2 separate regions of the Zea mays genome follow, and region 1 is linked to region 2. Evidence: chromatin contacts called from public Hi-C data. All regions are on one chromosome and are shown on one strand. The core of a region is the stretch at or near the end of the contact, and the rest is flanking DNA. Distances in the headings are between cores, read along the strand shown. Region 1 has its middle 6.9 kb from the start of LOC103633033. Region 2 has its middle 6.9 kb from the start of LOC100381797.

What was found. Hi-C and Micro-C count contacts between places; a contact is called where the count stands out from the background.
Region 1: a Hi-C map of ear shows a contact between it and region 2, with 2.5 times the contacts expected there. The contact joins two enhancer-like sites. A contact is called at or near these places in 2 of 25 Hi-C or Micro-C datasets (ear and tassel).

What each region holds. Positions count from the first base shown.
Region 1 is chr7:146,243,653-146,248,049 of Zm-B73-REFERENCE-NAM-5.0, forward strand. No RefSeq gene overlaps it. Among protein-coding and RNA genes, the nearest start is that of LOC103633033, 6.9 kb to the right of the region's middle. Within about 2 kb of position 2,834, at least 9 of the 20 cell types and tissues checked have an H3K27ac peak or open chromatin away from gene starts, as enhancers often do. A contact at or near this core is called in ear, where this site is marked.
Region 2 is chr7:145,935,571-145,940,055 of Zm-B73-REFERENCE-NAM-5.0, forward strand. No RefSeq gene overlaps it. Among protein-coding and RNA genes, the nearest start is that of LOC100381797, 6.9 kb to the left of the region's middle. Within about 2 kb of position 1,666, at least 19 of the 20 cell types and tissues checked have an H3K27ac peak or open chromatin away from gene starts, as enhancers often do. A contact at or near this core is called in ear, where this site is marked.

The DNA of each region.
Region 1 (4,397 bases), core at 1,584-4,083, 310 kb after region 2:
GTTAAATATAGAAGATTTGCAATTCTTTTGAGTTAAGGAGTGACAATCTCTAAATAGAGTTCAACTCATTTTTTATTACATACTTTTATTGTTTGATTCAATAGGAACATGCATTATATTTTATTTAATTAAATCAAACTAATCATAGATACATATTAATTGTGTTCAAGCTTAGTAAAGAATGAGTTAAGTTTTTAATATTTGTCTCCCAAGTCTGATATACGCCAAGGATATTATGAACAAATTGTTGCTCTACAAAATTTTGAAACTCTTGAAAATTCTGAAAAGTTTTTGGCTTAAACTTTACGAGATGCACCTAAGTAAATTTACTATAATCATCGATAAAACTCATATAATATTTTTTTATCTACTGATTCTGGTTGTAGACCCTAGACATCAATATACACAAGCTGCAATAAAAATTGAGACATGGTAAGTAATGACTCCTAAATTGCTACCAACCATTGCGAACTGACTCACTAACAAACTCTTGAGAACATAGCAAATTGTTATTACTAACAAGTTAGTCATCAATGCTAAACTATGGGTGGCCAAGACAACTATGTCACATGTTTACTGGTGACCTCCTAGCACTCCAAACTTCCTTTATTGTTAGGATTGGAAGCGTATATAACCCTCCTATGTATTTCCCTCTAAGCAGAATTGTCTTAGTTTTTTATCTTATCTTAATAAGAAATAAAGTAGGATGTAGTTCGATAAAGACTGAATTATTAGATATAAGTCGATGAATAGAGATAAGATTTTCTTGGATTTGGAAATGTATAGAGTATCTTTTACTATGAAACTACAAATACAAGTAGTTAATAAAGTATGACCAGCATAACTAATATTCATATTTGATCCACTAGCGACGTGGATTTGATCTCATCCTTAATACTTGTTTTCGGTTTTGAGCTTTTCTAACTCTCTAGTGATGTGACTGGTGGCACCAAAATCCATGTACCAGCTTGGATCAATCTAATAAGAACATGTGGTAGAGGTAGTAAGTATTTTATCTAGAACAAAATTTTCATCAAACTTGTACAAATGCTCAATAGCTCTATGTTTTTTTCTTGAAGCAAACTTGACATATGAGTTGCTCCTCTGATCTACCATGGTTTTGGTTAGAGCTGCAAAGGCCGCACCCTTACCGCACCGAAAATCGCCATGTCCACATAGGCGTCCGTGAATCCCACCTCGTCCTTGAGTAGCACCATGTCTCCGACTCATGGCGTTGATAAAGCTGCTATCAGAGATGATACCGACTTGTGTATTGAAATTTAGAAGCTGACTGAACAGTTCGCTAACTGTGATCGGCTCCTTCTAGCGAAGACGACTGAGACTAGTGAGAGGCAGTCGTCATCGAGACCTGTGAGAATCTACTTCACTAATTCTTCATCTTCTTGAGGTAGACCAACTGTTGCCATCTCATCACCTAGGGATTTCGTCTTTCTGAAGTATTCATAAATAGATAGATTTTCTTTTCGGTATTTTCTAGTGCAGATCGTACATTGACAATTCTTGCTCTTGTTTGCGATGCAAGGGAGCCTTGGATCTCTATCTAGGTTTCAACCGTGGTTTTGACTAAAAAACTTGAATCAGCAAGTCTTTTGATAGCGACGAGAGGAGATGCGTACTTCTTGATCTCTGCTTTTCAACCTTCATACTTCATATTGTCTACCTCAGTCTCTTTTCCATCGTTTCTAGGAGATTTTGGCTAGCACCACCTTGGTGTCACATGTTAGAAAGCCGAGTAGCTTTGTGCCATGGATAGCAGCCCTAACATGTGCATGTCATAGTGCATGATTAGATTTCGGCAGCTTCTTGGAGATAGGTAGGCCGATGAGAAGATTCACGAAGGTAGATGACGATGAACTCGCCATGGCTATGATTACCATGTAAAAGTATAGAGGTGTTTAGAAGAAAATCACCAACAACCTAGACTAGGGGTCTGCGTACGTTACATGTTGGCATGTTGGATGAGAAACAACCCTTACAATGGTATACATATATAAAAGCCGATTCTGAAAGGTCTAGACAAATACAATATAGATTTAAACTAGATTCTAGTCTACCTTAGGAACAAAATATTTATCTGATTACAACTCCTCATTATCGTATACAATATTTCTTAACATTGTTGACTGATATTTTACATAGAGTTCATGCAAGATCTCAGTCTCAACTAATAAACAGCCCCAAAATGCATATCAATGTAGTGGTCACTAATGGTTTATTAGCAAACTAAAGTGGCAAATGGAGCCCTTATTTGCCATTTAGGGTCTTATTTGGGTATTATCGAATTCATCTTAGTCTATGTGTGTTTAGGAGAAATTTAGTTTTAATTTTACTTTAATTCTCCATCCATCACAAAATATATTTCTTTTCAGCCCTCTTTTTTTACATATTTCAATAAATAATATTGAATGTAGATATACATACAAATTATATTCATAAGTTAATTAATAAATGTATGTTTAGTCTAAAAAATTATATTTTAGGACGGAGAGTCCATTTTAACACGTATAAATCGATACCAATTGACAATATCCGTACAAACCTGATACGAAGGCGTCACGCTCGTCGGAAAGTTAACGTAGTCAAACTTGTACTGCTAGTCCTTCAAAGAGCCGAGCGCTTGACTTGTCCCCGCAACGCGAAAACAGACTACAAACTTTCAACACTAGTGCGACAGGGGCCTGGAATTCCACCTCATCTTTTTCCTCGAAGCTCATCAGTAATCTTATACTCGTGTTTACTACTACTACGCTACTAGCACACGGCAGCGTACATAGCGCACGTTGCGGCACTGCATCAACAACCATCCATCACCATCAACTGTTAAGGAACTTTCTTGGATGCTCGTACCAAAATCATTAGTGTAGTGTTTGATAACGGAGAATGGTGGGATAGAGCCGCTTCGCTCCTAATTTATTATTATTTAGACTGGTTCCATATAAGACAGAGTGGCTCTATATATATATATATATATATATATATATATATATATATATATATATATATATATATATATATATATATATATATATATATATATATATATATATATATATATATATATATATATATATATATATATATATATATATATATATATATATATATATATAGCCCTAGGCTCTATTTAACTATAGGAAGCCCCGACCAGGTGCGCGACCGCACCGGACCCTTTTTGGTTTATTGTACCTAACTGCTTACGCCAAAATATAATACGAGTTATGCTGATGTGTGTATCAGTTTATGCAAATATAGTCTGCGCATATTACGTGCATCGGGCCCACGATCCGGCCCACGCCACCACTATAAAAACACCCCCACGCCGCCAGGAATTAGGTTTTAGCGGCGGCGGCGGTTCTCTAGGGCGTGCGAGCGGCGGTGATCCTGGGGGCCAGCAGCGGTGTCACCTCGAGGCAGGCGACCGACGGCGGCGCTCCACCAGGAACGAGCGACAACGACGCTCCGAGGCAGGCGAGCAAGCGGTGACGGCGCTCTTGAAGCGGACGGATGACGGCAGCGCACCCTAGGCCCGGTGACAACGGCGGTTGTCCCGTCCGTCTCTGCGATGGCCACCGCCACCGCCGCTCCAGCATCTGTGGCGCGACGACGGATCTGGGGACACGCTCGCGACGACGGATCCCTGAGGCGCGACGACGGATCGGGGGACACGCTCGCGATGGCGGATTCCTGTGGCGCGACGGCGAATCTAGGGACACGCTGCGGCATCGGATCCCGAGGGCACGCACGCGGCGGTGGCCCCATGAGGTGCGCACGACGGCGATGTGCCAGCGGTCGCGACGGCGGATTTCCCTAGGCGCTAGCGACGACGACATCCTCCCCTAGGCACGAAGTGGTGGCGCATCCCAGATGCGAGGCGCTGGTTCCGCAGGACGGCGATCCTATTTTTATGCTATTTTGTATACATATTTATGCCAATGTCAATAGGATTTTATGACCTATATTTCAGTTCATGGATCCGCTTCCATCTATTTGTCTGTTTCTGATATTTCTATTCATTTACGCTAAAATTTATACTCATTTACGCTGTTTTGGTTCACGATTTACACTTAAATCCGCTCGAGCCAGAACCCGTCATTTACGCTGTTTTGGTTCACGATTTACACTTAAATCTGCTCGAGCCAGAACCCGCGCACGATTTTTACGCCGTAATTTGTCCCCATTTGCCGTTACGAAATCAATCGATGATTTACTCTAAAATTCATACTCATTTACGCTGTTTTGGTTCACGTTTTATGTCGAAATCCGCCCGAGACAGCGCCTGTGGCGATTTTCATGCCGTAATTCGAGACCCATTTGTCGTTACGAAACAGATCGATGATTTACGATAAAATTTGTACTCATTTACGCTGTTTTGGTTC
Region 2 (4,485 bases), core at 416-2,915:
AGGGTGTCCCATTCCACCCTTGCGGTAGCACAATTTTCTCGGTGGTCGCTCCATGATCTAATTAACCAAATAATCTTATCATGAACAGTAAATAATCCATTTGACAATAATAAGCATGATCATGATTCATAACACTCAAAACCACATAAAGCAATAACAAATACTACCCAAAAGTTCATTTATAAGCAAGGTATAGGGTAGACCAAACTAGGGTAACCTATTAGGTTCCATCAAATTAACTTGAGCATGTCATAGTGATTATAGAAAATATTATTGGGTAAAAAAGTGATCAAGGGCACAACTTGCCTTCTGCGAGCTCTTGCTCAGGATCTTCAACCTCATGTGCTTCGGGTCTCCCGGCCACTTGGTCGTCTACTCGCAACAAATCAAACAAAAAATGTAGAGACAAAAATTAACATCACACCAAACATGGGAACAACTTCATAATAATATTCTGTAAATCGAGATGGAACTCTAGGTTCGAGAACCATTAAAATCGGAGTTAAAACGAATTAGCTATGAATTATCTGAGTTTCTAGGCATTTTAATATTAATTTCACACTGAAAAATCATTATATAAGGGTTTCATGTATTTCTTCATTCATTTTATTTATTTTACTAGGAGAGAGGACGCCATGTTTTATTTGTAGAGAAGTCGGGTCCAAACTGTAAAAACTAGGACCTATCTGCTATGTTCTTTAAACTTAGATGGACGGTGAGTTCAATTCCTAAAAGTGTAGAGGCTCTTTAGTAAAACGGTATGGCCGAAAATGTATAATAATAGCCGCTGGATTCAACATGGAGGGTCCAGATTAGATCAAATATTTAGTGAACTGGTACTATACGCCTGCCATCCGATGAGAGATCGACGAACGCGATTTAAAATAAAAGAAATCTAATATCACTCCCACATCACCCAATCGACGGTCTAGATCGAACCCAGACGAACGAGTATGCAATTCTAATCCCAGCCGCATCTCCTCAGATCAACGGCTAAAGCGTTTCCCCCATCACACCGGCCACGCACGGCGGCGCCCGAGCATGGACGACGGCACCATGGTCGGCAACCCCGAATTCCCCGCTCTCAGGCTCAAACTTCGATGCGAAAGGTGCTACATGCTACGGGGAAGACAGCGAAAGAGAAGGAAGGGTTCTCACCTAGATCTTTGGTGTGGAGATCCTTGCCTGCAGAGAGTAGCAGCATCGCGGCGGTGCTGCTGTTTCGTCGAGCGATTCCCGGGGCCCTGCTTCTCCTTTGCGGATGACTAGGCACTGATAGCCTCGGCAACTCCTAGAGCACCCACTGATGCCTTCCAACGACGGCTCCATTAGCGCCGCGACACCGATTGAATCGGTGGCGATCACCGTGTCTTCCTCTGCGATCTCACGTCGGTGGCAACACGGTGACGACCTTCCTCTGTCTATGGCAACCCTCAGTTTGGTATAGGAGAGATGGACAAGGGGGTCGTGGTGCTGCGACTTTAAACTACTAGGCTAGGAGCGAGATGGGGTCGGCGAACGAGCCACGGTTTACACTGTCGAGCCAGCGCATGATTCTGGGAGAAGTTCGTTTGGGGAGATTTCTAGAGGGTGGGGTCCACCGGGCAGCGATAGGGACGGGCGCGGTGAGGTTGAACGGCTGAGGGAGTGGGCCCACCTGTAGGTGACCAAATGCGGCGGGGAAAGGCTGGTGCGCGGGCCCAGGTGTCGGCGCCATGAGGTGGATTGAGTCAGTGTGGTGGAATGGGCCGAGGAGGGGGAAACCGGCCCACGCTGAGTCGCTGAGGACTGCCCCTCATTTCTTTTCCCTTTTTATTTTCCATTTTCCTATTTCGATTTTCTTTTAAATTTCTTTCTTTTTTTAAACTTCAACTAAGTTCAAATTTCAACTAAATTGTAAATGCACAACAGAAGAAGTTCGAGCATGAGATGCATATTATTCAATAATTTAAGCACTTAAACATAATGTGTCATATATGCTAAAGAAAAATAGAAAAAAACATAATTTACTCCTCGCTTTATTCACTGGATTTTGGATATTACATTGAAACAACTATAAAACACCTCCATTTAGTTTATCTCCCTTCAAACAACCATAAACATCTCTCTATTTTCACCCGTTTGTCAAAGCACAGAGCTGAAAGCCAGGGGTGAAACCAGGATTTAAAATTGAGGGGGACAAATCAGATTATGGGAACTGTTAGGATGTATTTTACATTATTTATGTGTTAATTAGCTAACAAAATTAGTAGTTTCTATAGAATTTGGGGAGGATTCGGAGGGACATTGCCCCCCTCTGCCCCTACTGGAATTGCCCCTGCTGAAAGCCAAAGCAGACAGTTAAGATGTTGCGAAAACTGTACTAAACAGAAGCAACTGCTTATGAAAAATCAGCTTAATGTGCTTTGTCGATAAAAGGAAATAAAACCAGGTACAAAGCTAAAGAAACAAAAAAAAGTTAAAAAATGCGAAACATTGCACAGTAGCTTCAAGTCAAGAATCAATTTAGGTCGGGTTCATATTTTTTCCTTTGCCCTTAGAATAACTAGAGGAAACTCCGCTGTGAAGATTAACTTGCAGCGACGTACTGATGCAGATATATTTCTGAAACTAACACCATTCCTAACTGCCTAGATGGACCAGCACATAGTGATCATAATGTCCATGAAGAACAACAATCTTAATTGATCTTTGCGACTTCCCAAAACGTGCGTGAGATCGCCACTTGTCAGTATATATGACGAGGTTCAAGGTATCCAGACACTCCAAAGCAAAGTGTAGCCTACCAAAAGATGTATAACTATAATCTTGTTGAAGCATACTTTAATCTTGCTGAACAAAGCGCATAACTATAATCTTGTTGAAGCATACTCCAGCGAAGAAGCAAGTTACGAGTACTTGGCCAGACATTGAGAACTAATAATCAGAAGGAGAATTTATGTTTTTTTATTATGGAAACAAAAGTTCCGGCTTTAGTATAAAGATGCGTATAACCAATACATGACAATTAGTATTGCACCAGAGAACAGTTGCTTGAATAATTAAACTATTTTAAAGAAATAAAATGTCATGACTATGGATAACACTAGCCATCTTCAATTCTTGCATTTGAGTGTCATCTATCAATCGCAAAGACTTCCATCGTCACCACTTTCAAAGCTCGATAGAAGAATAATTTATGCTTATTCTGGCATGAAGATTTCTAAAGCCAATAAACTAGATGTGAATTGGATTACAAGAATTTAAACACCCAAGACACCGGTGCCGTGGGGGTTTCATCCTAGCTTGTATAGATATGCAGTTGAGACGTTGATCGGCAATAAACATGATAAACACGGATATAGAACGGAGGATTGCTGTTGCTACGTGAGAATGTCGACTATTTTTTTTGTTAGATTCTATGGTGTCTAGATTGATTCCTAAGTCTCTGAAATATCAATCTGTAAACTGGATAAATCCTCGATGACGAGTAGATCTGTTCTACTGAAAGGAATAGGGGACATATCTTCGTTGTTGTTGTTGATGTGTCATGCGAGGTGGTGGTGGAGAGTTGTCGCTGTCGCTGACGTCACCTCCGTTGTCCTGCAGAGGAACAACAGGCATCGGGATCCCAGCTGCTGTGGGTTGTCGCTCTTCCAGACACTGTAACGCTTAGGCGATGGAACCTTTGTGGGGATTAGGGTTTCAGGTCGAGGTACTAGCATCAGTCTTTCCTGCGATCCCTTAATTCCTTATATAGCGACGTGTGACCGGGGCTCCAACCGAGGTCAGCATGTGTCGGGTACCGTAATTAGGGGTACCCCTGATGCTCCTAAGCACGACTGAAAAACAACTTCAGAACAAATCATACACAGCTGATAAAGCGCGGTTCAAGTCAAGGCCACGTCTACCAAGGGACGCGACCTCATCCGAGCCCAGCCTCGGACAGGAACACTAGTCCTGGACGGGTTCACGCCTCGCCCGAGGGTCCCCTCAGTCAGCAGACGCACCCTCGGCTCACCCGAAGCCTAGCTCGGACAGGCTTCGTCGTGCAGCGACCTCGACCGGATCGTCCTACCAACCGACCGTATTGCATGCGCATTTAATGCGGGGATCGTCTGGCACCTTATCCTGACACGCGTGCCTCAGTCGGCAAGGTCGAAGTGACCGCAGTCACTTCGCCCCTGTACTGACCGTTCTGACAGAAAAACAGCATTGTTCGCCCCGCTCCGGCTACTGTGCCAACCACCAGGGTAAAACCGAGTCACGATCTCCCACGAGTTCGGCCTCGGGCGCAACAGGGAGCTCCACCTCACCGGACCTCAGGCCTCGGCCTCAGCCCCGGCCTCGGGAGGAGGTCTCCGCCTCGCCCGACCCCAGGCCTCGGCCTCAGCCTCGGCCTCGGCCTCAGCCTCGGCCTCGGCCTCAAGAGAAGTCTCCGCCTCGCCCGACCTCAGCCTCGGACCAACTACGCTACATGGGATGCATCATTACCCTACTCCTAGC